Regions from separate parts of the Mus musculus genome. Here region 2 is linked to region 1. The links are chromatin contacts, called in public Hi-C maps. All regions are on one chromosome and are shown on one strand. The core of a region is the stretch at or near the end of the contact, and the rest is flanking DNA. Distances in the headings are between cores, read along the strand shown. Region 1 has its middle 13 kb from the start of Gm34371. Region 2 overlaps Arid1b (AT rich interactive domain 1B (SWI-like)).

What was found. Hi-C and Micro-C count contacts between places; a contact is called where the count stands out from the background.
Region 2: a Hi-C map of rod photoreceptor shows a contact between it and region 1, with 4 times the contacts expected there. The contact joins two enhancer-like sites. A contact is called at or near these places in 2 of 15 datasets of contacts at CTCF or cohesin (large pre-B cells and pro-B cells), 45 of 484 Hi-C or Micro-C datasets (CD4 T cells, CD8 T cells, the G1E-ER4 cell line and 13 more), 2 of 115 datasets of contacts at active chromatin or transcription factors (embryonic stem cells and pancreatic cancer cells) and 1 of 9 other capture datasets (liver).

The regions. Positions count from the first base shown.
Region 1 is chr17:4,779,984-4,783,812 of GRCm38.p6, forward strand. No RefSeq gene overlaps it. Among named protein-coding and RNA genes, the nearest start is that of Gm34371, 13 kb to the right of the region's middle. Within about 2 kb of position 1,803, at least 2 of the 459 cell types and tissues checked have an H3K27ac peak or open chromatin away from gene starts, as enhancers often do. A contact at or near this core is called in rod photoreceptor, where this site is marked.
Region 2 is chr17:5,019,948-5,023,776 of GRCm38.p6, forward strand. The region is part of intron 1 of Arid1b (AT rich interactive domain 1B (SWI-like)); the gene reads left to right. Among named protein-coding and RNA genes, the nearest start is that of Arid1b, 27 kb to the left of the region's middle. Within about 2 kb of position 1,889, at least 15 of the 459 cell types and tissues checked have an H3K27ac peak or open chromatin away from gene starts, as enhancers often do. A contact at or near this core is called in rod photoreceptor, where this site is marked.

The DNA.
Region 1 (3,829 bases), core at 553-3,052:
TGTTCTGTGACCTCAGAGCCCACGTTTGCCACAGCCTGGCTAAATCACTCCACGTTCAATATTTTCCCCTCCCACGGGTGGAAGCTGTAGAGGGATGTAGTCTTCCAGCCACAGGGGGAACTACCTTTGCTCTGCTCAGCAAACACTTCCTTTGTGCTCTCCAGACAGATGGTTTGAGAAATGACAAGTGGTTTGAGAAATGACAAGAGGATACAGCCCCCTGGAATTCACATCCAAAAAATAACTGGGGGGCTAGGGAGGGGGTTGGTAAAGTTACAAACATGAAGTTGTTCCAAGTTCAAGACCCAGCATCTACATTAAAAAGCCAGGCAGAGTGGTACACCCTTGTAAACATAGCACTGGGGTGGGGGGTGGCTAGGACAGCCACCTTGCGAGGGGGGGGGGGTCCCTGGAGTTCAGTGGCCAATTTGCCTGCTTAATCACTGAGTTCCAGGCCTGTGAAAGAACCTGTCTGAAAAAACTCAAGGTGAAGAGCCCCTGAGAAACCACACTGTGTCTGACCTCTGATCTCCAAAAGTATGCAAACCTACACATACACACACACACACACACACACACACACACACACACACACTAAAAAATATTAGTGGTGGGGGTAATCAAGTTATATCTATAGATGTTGGAATAAGCTGAGATTTGGGCTATATAGCTGTTTTCTGGTATGCTCTGAGAGAATTATTTGTGAGATATCATTCAGGTGGACTATCAATCACCTACATTCTTAGTAACATGTTAAGACCAAACATCTCCACGCTTGCCTCATTGCTGCTGAGACATCTGACGTTCCAAGAGGTCTTGTCCCTTGTTCCAGTAACTTTAACTGTGGGTTGGGGATATTACCTGGGGAAGGAAGGGAGCAGTCAAGACTCTAGCCATAATGTGTTTTACAAACACACGGAGTGTTTGCAGAAACTATCCTTACCCTGGAACCACTGTGGGGAACACAGCAGGAAGCCTGGGTCCATCTTGTTTTATATTCTAAACACTGAGTGCCCTTGCATGATAATAATTTATAGAAAATAAAGCCATACTCAAAGAATGCTGTGTGCCTAAAAAAGGATTAAAGCCTGTCTCAGTGGGCCAAGAGCTTTTTGCAATTACAGCTGCTCCCCATCCTGGGCCATATTTGCCAGTTTCAGAACAAACTAGAGCTGTTTGTGTTGGGCCTTGGTCTGGGGAACCAATAGACTCGGGGTGGAAGGCGACAAGGACGTTTTCTCTCGTTTTCTCTTAACCTGAGAAGACTTGGGAAGAGGTGTTCCCCGTGAACAGTGTTGGCTTTCAATATCTCTGTACCCTAAGAGTTGGGAAACGAACTCTCAGAGCTAATGCCCACTGTTACTCTCAGGATAGCTCTTAGATCACATTCTGAAGGAAGTTGAGGGCACAGGTAGAGAAAAAATATTAGTGGTGGTGGTAATCAAGTTATATCTAGGGCTTGCTGGACTTAGATTTTGGAATAAGCTGAGATTTGGGCTATATAGCTGTTTTCTGGTATGTAGAACTGAACGAGGCCAGATATGACATCCCTACATGGGTGGGGCCAAGGAATCTCAAACTGAGCGTGCTCAGACCTAGCCCACGTGGACAGAGATAGTTCTCTATTTCACCTTTGAAATACTGACTCTCTTTTCTCCACCTCCTCCTTTATCTCTTCAGCCAGGGATCATCACCTGCCTGAAGGCCTCTGAGCTCACTCCTGGCCCTTCCACCCACATCAGTGCATCTCCGCACTCCCCACAGGTGCCTGAAATGCCTGCTCTCCTTTAAGCCTCTTTCTCTTGGCCCTAATCCTGACTCCTTGTCCCTTGCTTACTCAAGCTCATGGAGACCTGCTGTCCCCTCACAGAGGCTGGGCCTTGGCTCCGTGACTGTGATCAAAGACAGCAATCAGGATCATCTGGGGCTCTTTGGCCTCTGATATGAGAAAGGCATGTCCCAGATTTGAGGGATGCCCTCAGCTAAGTCCCACAGTGAAGCCCTAAGGCCTGTGACTGCAGATGACATAGAGGGAGCTGGGACATGAGATAAAAACAGTCATCTGTCCCTGGGAAGCCCTGAGATTTTTTTGTTCTCCCTCCTGTTTGTTACACAGTGTTGCTGTGTATGACTGCTAACTATCTCATGAGGTTGCTTGCTACTTGTAGAGCAAAATCCAAGCTCCATACGCTGATACCCAAGCCTACTTTCAGCACCTTACATAGCCTTGCCTCACCACGTGAGGAATCTGCTCAGCTCTTCAGCCACGGGCTTCTGTTAAGTCAGTGACCACGTTAGACTTCAGCAGAAGAGCAGCTCCGATAAGCAAAGAACCCCTGACCCCTTAGCCAACCTGGCACCCGCCTGTTCTCTGCAGAGTACACTGGGGTTGTAGCTTGCAATTTGCTTGGACATTTGATTGCTATCCCTGCCGTCCTTATAATGTTTGTCATACTTGGGGGGGTTGGTGGTGGTGGTGGTGGTGGTGTGGGGTTTTTGTTTCTGTTTGGTTTTTGATTTTTTGGTTTTGTGGGTTTGTTTTGTTTTGATTTGGGTTTGTTTTTTAGATTTGGTTTGGTTTGCTTGCTTATTTAATGCCTATTCCCCCAGGCTAACAATGCACTCTCAAAGTCTCAAAGAATACTTGGTAATCCTTGGGTCCAAGAGCTAGCACGTGTACTGACTCATAGTAGGTCTTCAGTACACTTTGTGAACCAAAGGGGAAAGACTAAACACCTTGAAAGAGGGGTATGAAAACAGAGTAACTGTTAATTGTTCAACTGGTAATGTGCCGGGCCCCCTGATGAGATGCTTGCATTTAACAGAAGACAGTAACCAGGTTACAGTTGACTGGATACCTCTCTTCTATATCAGGCCACCTCTGTCTCTGGAGAGAGGTGAAACCATTCCATATTCCCGTGGTAGGTGGTCTGGGCGCAGAGGGCATGGGACATTTGGGAACATCTGGAGGCTTGCTGGGACCAGGGAGCATTAGAATGACTAAGTGGACTTCTGCCCATTCCAAAGGGTTCTCCACCTGGAAGAGTCTTGACCTTCTGATTTGCAAAGCATTTTCCTTGAAGGGGCAAGAAATGAAGAGAAGATATAAGCCCCAAGTAAAGGCCTGAAAGGGTCAGAGGCCATCTGTCTCCCCACGTTCTTTAGCTATGCCCCCCACCCAGTTGCTCCCTCTCACTGGCAATGTCCATTCTTCACTTTGCCACCTCTTCCATCCCAGCAACCGCCATCCCAGACACCACAGCCCAGCGTATCCTTTTTAAATGCCGCATGTCAGCTTCGTTCAGTAAGTAGGGGAGCACAGAGAGGAAATGGGACCCTCGTTTCCATTCGGGTCACAATTAAGTTCATTCAGCCTGCAGAATGAGATTACAGCATGGCACAAGTTTGTAGGGGAGAAGGGGGCTTCTCACAGAAACACTGAAATCTCCCAAGCTCGTCCTCAGAGCAGCTCTTGGTACTCTCAAGACTTGAGCCCTACAGTCCCCCCTCCAGGCCCATATTCTTAACCCCAGCCCCTTCCAAGACACAGATGGCACCAAGGCTGCATCGGTGTGAAGGAGGGATGGTCTGCTTTAGGCCTTAAACTGAAAGGATTACAACTTGAACTGGAATTTCATTGCCAACAAGATCATTTTTTCAGACTACCATGACAGCTCAGCCATGTGCCTTAATACAGCAGCAAGTTCAGTACCCCTAGAACCCACAAAAGAGCTAGGCACAGTGGCAGTGTATAACCTCAACCCTGGGGAGGTAGAGAGAAGAGGCTACCTGGGGCTTAGTAGGCAGCCAGGCTAGCCGACTCCCTGAG
Region 2 (3,829 bases), core at 639-3,138, 240 kb after region 1:
GTAACCCAGGCCAACTTAGAACTTAAGAGAGTTCTTGCCCCAGCCTGCTAAGAGCTGGGATTGCAATGTGTGTGACTGTGTTGTGGCTCTTGAAACACTTCGCGTCCATTCGCTGTGGGGGTGGCAGGGCAGTGCTAAGCATCTTCCAGCGCAGGCATATACATCTGTAAATAATATCTCTTGAGAAAACCTTTTGTGACTCTTTGTCACATGGGTGTATGGAGTGTTTGGGTCTTGGCTTTCACTGACCTTCAGTTAGAGAGCCGGCAGGCAGCTTTATACAGCATTTACAGTTTCCTTTGACTGAAAATTTAGAGATACTAGAGAAATACACTGGTTCTTCAAAGTTGAAGAACTTAGTGTTCTTCACAGGCCATATATGTAAATAAAATAAAATTAATAGGATTGCTTATAATTCACTAGTTGTGTAAATATGTTGTCTAGATTTAAAATATAAAAGACTACCCTGTTCCCATTTGCTCGATTTTTTTTGCTTGATGAAAGGAAAGAAACTTTAAAAAGATTATTTTTTATTTTTTATTTTTATTTTAAGGAGGACTAAAATCCACTATTAAAGACAGTATTAAGGATTTTTATTTCATTGGGCTTTGGGGAAAGTAGTTCAGAGTTGGGCATCTGAGCATGTCTAATCTGTCACCGAAGTTAATCAAAGTCACGTGGCCCAGCAGAGTCAAATGATCACTTTAGTTGATTGATATCTGCTAGGTCTTTTCCCTTCAGTTGATTGGTTTTCATCCTTTGACCGTGAAGTGCTGCGTGTCTTATTTGTGGTTTCCTTGCCCTAGTGCACTGCGTGCTACGGAGCCTGTTCCTTCAGGCTGAGTCTGGTGCTCTGGGGACTGTTGTCTGCTGGCAGAGCATCACCAGCCTCCTGACTAGGAAGCAGGCAGCACATGAGATACACATGGAGTCTCTTGGCCTTTGCTTCCCACGCTTTGTGTAGGACGCTGCCATTCTGTACACAGGATACTGGGTTGGACTGATGCTCCATTGATCTTGGAAAGCTGTACATAAATTAAGCTGTCTTCTTGTAACATTTCAGCCCCGTTGTACTTTTGAGATCTAGATGAAACCATCCCTGGAGGGCTCTTGGACTGCTGGATTACCTTTTCATGTGATACCTGATTCAGTCGGAAACAAATTTGTAACCATGCACGCTCACAGGAAGCGATTTAATAAACAGGGATGGGGGGGGGGGCGGCGGACCTAGTCAGCACTGCACAGTGATGCCAGCAAGAAGTATGAGGTTAGCTGAAGTTGCTAGGTGAGTCCTCACCTATTGGTGGCGCCCTGCCAAGGGCATTTAAAGATTTGCCTTTTGCTAGGGACGGTTTATTAAAAAGTGGTTCACAAATAGCCGTTTTCAAGTCACTTGAAGGGAGATGGGCAGGGAGCTGGGTGTGCTGTGCTCTGCTCTCCCAGGTGAAGGCCAGTTACTGAGCAAGCCCAGCAGGTTGGAGATTGGCCATTGACTCAGGTAGTGAGTGCAGAGGGAGAACCTGCCACACCTGCAGGAAAGGTCCTGGAGCAGGGTGGTGGAGTGCTGTCAAGATTGATGGCAAGCAAGGGCTCAGAGTTCCAGACCCGGGCAGCTTCAGTGGGTGATGCTGGCGGGTGAGCACTTGTGACTGCTGTCTGCAGCCCTGTGCACTGGCAGGGAGCGGCAGAGTTTGAACCACTTATTTTTCAACTTGGATTTTTGGGTGTGCCTTCTTGTATTGCTTGTCACTGTCAGTTTTCCTGTGACTTCGCTTACAGTTCAGGTTGCCCTATTTGTCACTTTACAGTGGCACATCCCCTGCTGGGTTCTGCAGCTCACTGATGAGCTGCCTGATGGAGCCCGCCCCCTTTTCTCGGCCAGTCCTGCCGCGTAGCTGGAAGTGTTCTCGAGCACAGAGCTGCTTTTCCTTCCTGTTCCAACCCTCTCACCTTTAAGTTAGCCTCTGCTGTCCCGGAGAGCCTGAACCAAATGACAGGCACAGATTGCCTTGAAGGTCTGTGCACCCCAGAGAGGCAGTACCCCACTTGGTGATTTGCAGAAGTTCTCTGGACAGGGCACCCATAATAGGATCAAGGTCTTAGTGAGTGGTGTTTGCTTAGCGATGGGAGAAGCAGAGAAGCCCATAGTAGTTTCTGAGACACAAATCCATTCCAGAACTGCCACCAACACCAGTATTTTGAGATGCCGAAGTTCTTGTGTGGAGGGAGGGAGGTTAGCGGTAAAATCTTGTTGACTGTGGGAGTGTGGAACAGCTGTGCGGAATGCATATTCTTTCCTAACTTGTGGATCTGCTTTCTTTGGCTGTAAACAAATTGAGTGCTTGATTTTTCTCAGAGTGTCAGTGGATTAGGCACGACTCAGCCGGGCCCTCTGGAGGTCTGGGGTGGAGTGCGTCACAGTCCAGGGGCTGTCGGGGCTGTGTTCTGTGCAGGACTGAGGAGGGGGCATTTTTACAGACTGTTGGCAGAATTGTTTCTTGAAGTTGTAGAGTTTGCAGCAGTTTGCTTCTTCAGTGGCCCAATAGAGGGAGAGTCACCGTGGCAGGGGCTTTCTGTTAAACTCACCTGATTAGGCCAGGCTCACCTGGGACACTAATCTAGGACCCCAGAATTGACTGATGAGGGATTTGAGTTTCATCCACAAAATCGTTTCACAATCTCACTGTTTTCCTGGTTAGATGCAAGTGCAAGTCTTAAGAGGAAGGGATTACAGAAAACCATGGCTACCAGGAGGCATAAGTCTCAGGGGCCTTTTCAGAGTTCTGCCTACCATAGGTGGGGTGTTGCAGAGGCACAAGATGCTAATAGTTTGTGTTAGTCTGCTCAGGCTTCTGTGCAAATGTAGCAGACTGAGTGCTACTTAAACAAGAGAAAGCATGGCATCAGAGATCAAGGACAGCAAAGTCACTTTCATCCTGAGGCCTCTTGGCTTGGAGGTGGCCATGTCTCTTGGTTGGCTGCTCATGTGAGTGAGAAGGGATGCAGTAGGATACCTCGTCCACCAGCCTCAAGGTTTTAGCTCACCGTTAGCATTCTCTATAGCTGTAACCCGTGTTCCGGCTTATGGCTTCAACGGCTGGTTTTCCACAGTGGACGAGGGATGACCTGGTTTCATCCAAAGCTGGTCAGAGAGTTTTCATTGGAGTGGAGCGTCATGACATTGCAGATTTTGGGAAATTCTATTGTCATTTTATGACCCAGGGTAGGTCACCTGTTCTAGAATGTAGGTTTTTTTTTTTTTTTTCAACGAAACTAGTGGTTGACGACATTAGCTATCTTGCATGTATTTAATTAACATTAATTGTTTGGAGAGTCTGTATTCAGAGAGAGAGAGAGAGAGAGTACTGAGTATCCAGCACTCAGGTACTGTAGGAGCTGGTGCTTGCTCTTCTGCCAGTTCTCTCTGTGGACCTTTCAGACTTAGGTGTTGATGCTGACACCCATAAGCCCATTTTATACCACGCATCCCTGTCATGTCATCGCCAGCTTCTGTTGCTGTGGTCTTTCATAGAACTTTACACATGAATGTGGTTCAGTTTAAATAGTGGATGGATGCATGGTCAGATGAGTATGGCCTTTGAGAGAACCTGTTTTCTCCTTCCTCTCAACCATTTTTAACCATTTCTAACTCGGTGCCTCCTTTTGAGAAGTGTAAACTCTTTCTGCCCCATCAAGTTCCCATATTGAACCTACCTATACCCCCTACCCACCTCCCTTGAAGGATAGAGCAGGGCTTTTCCTGCAAATTTGTTCTGCTGAGATGTTTCTTAAGCTGCTCCTTCAAATAAGAGCGAGGCTTCTTGACTGG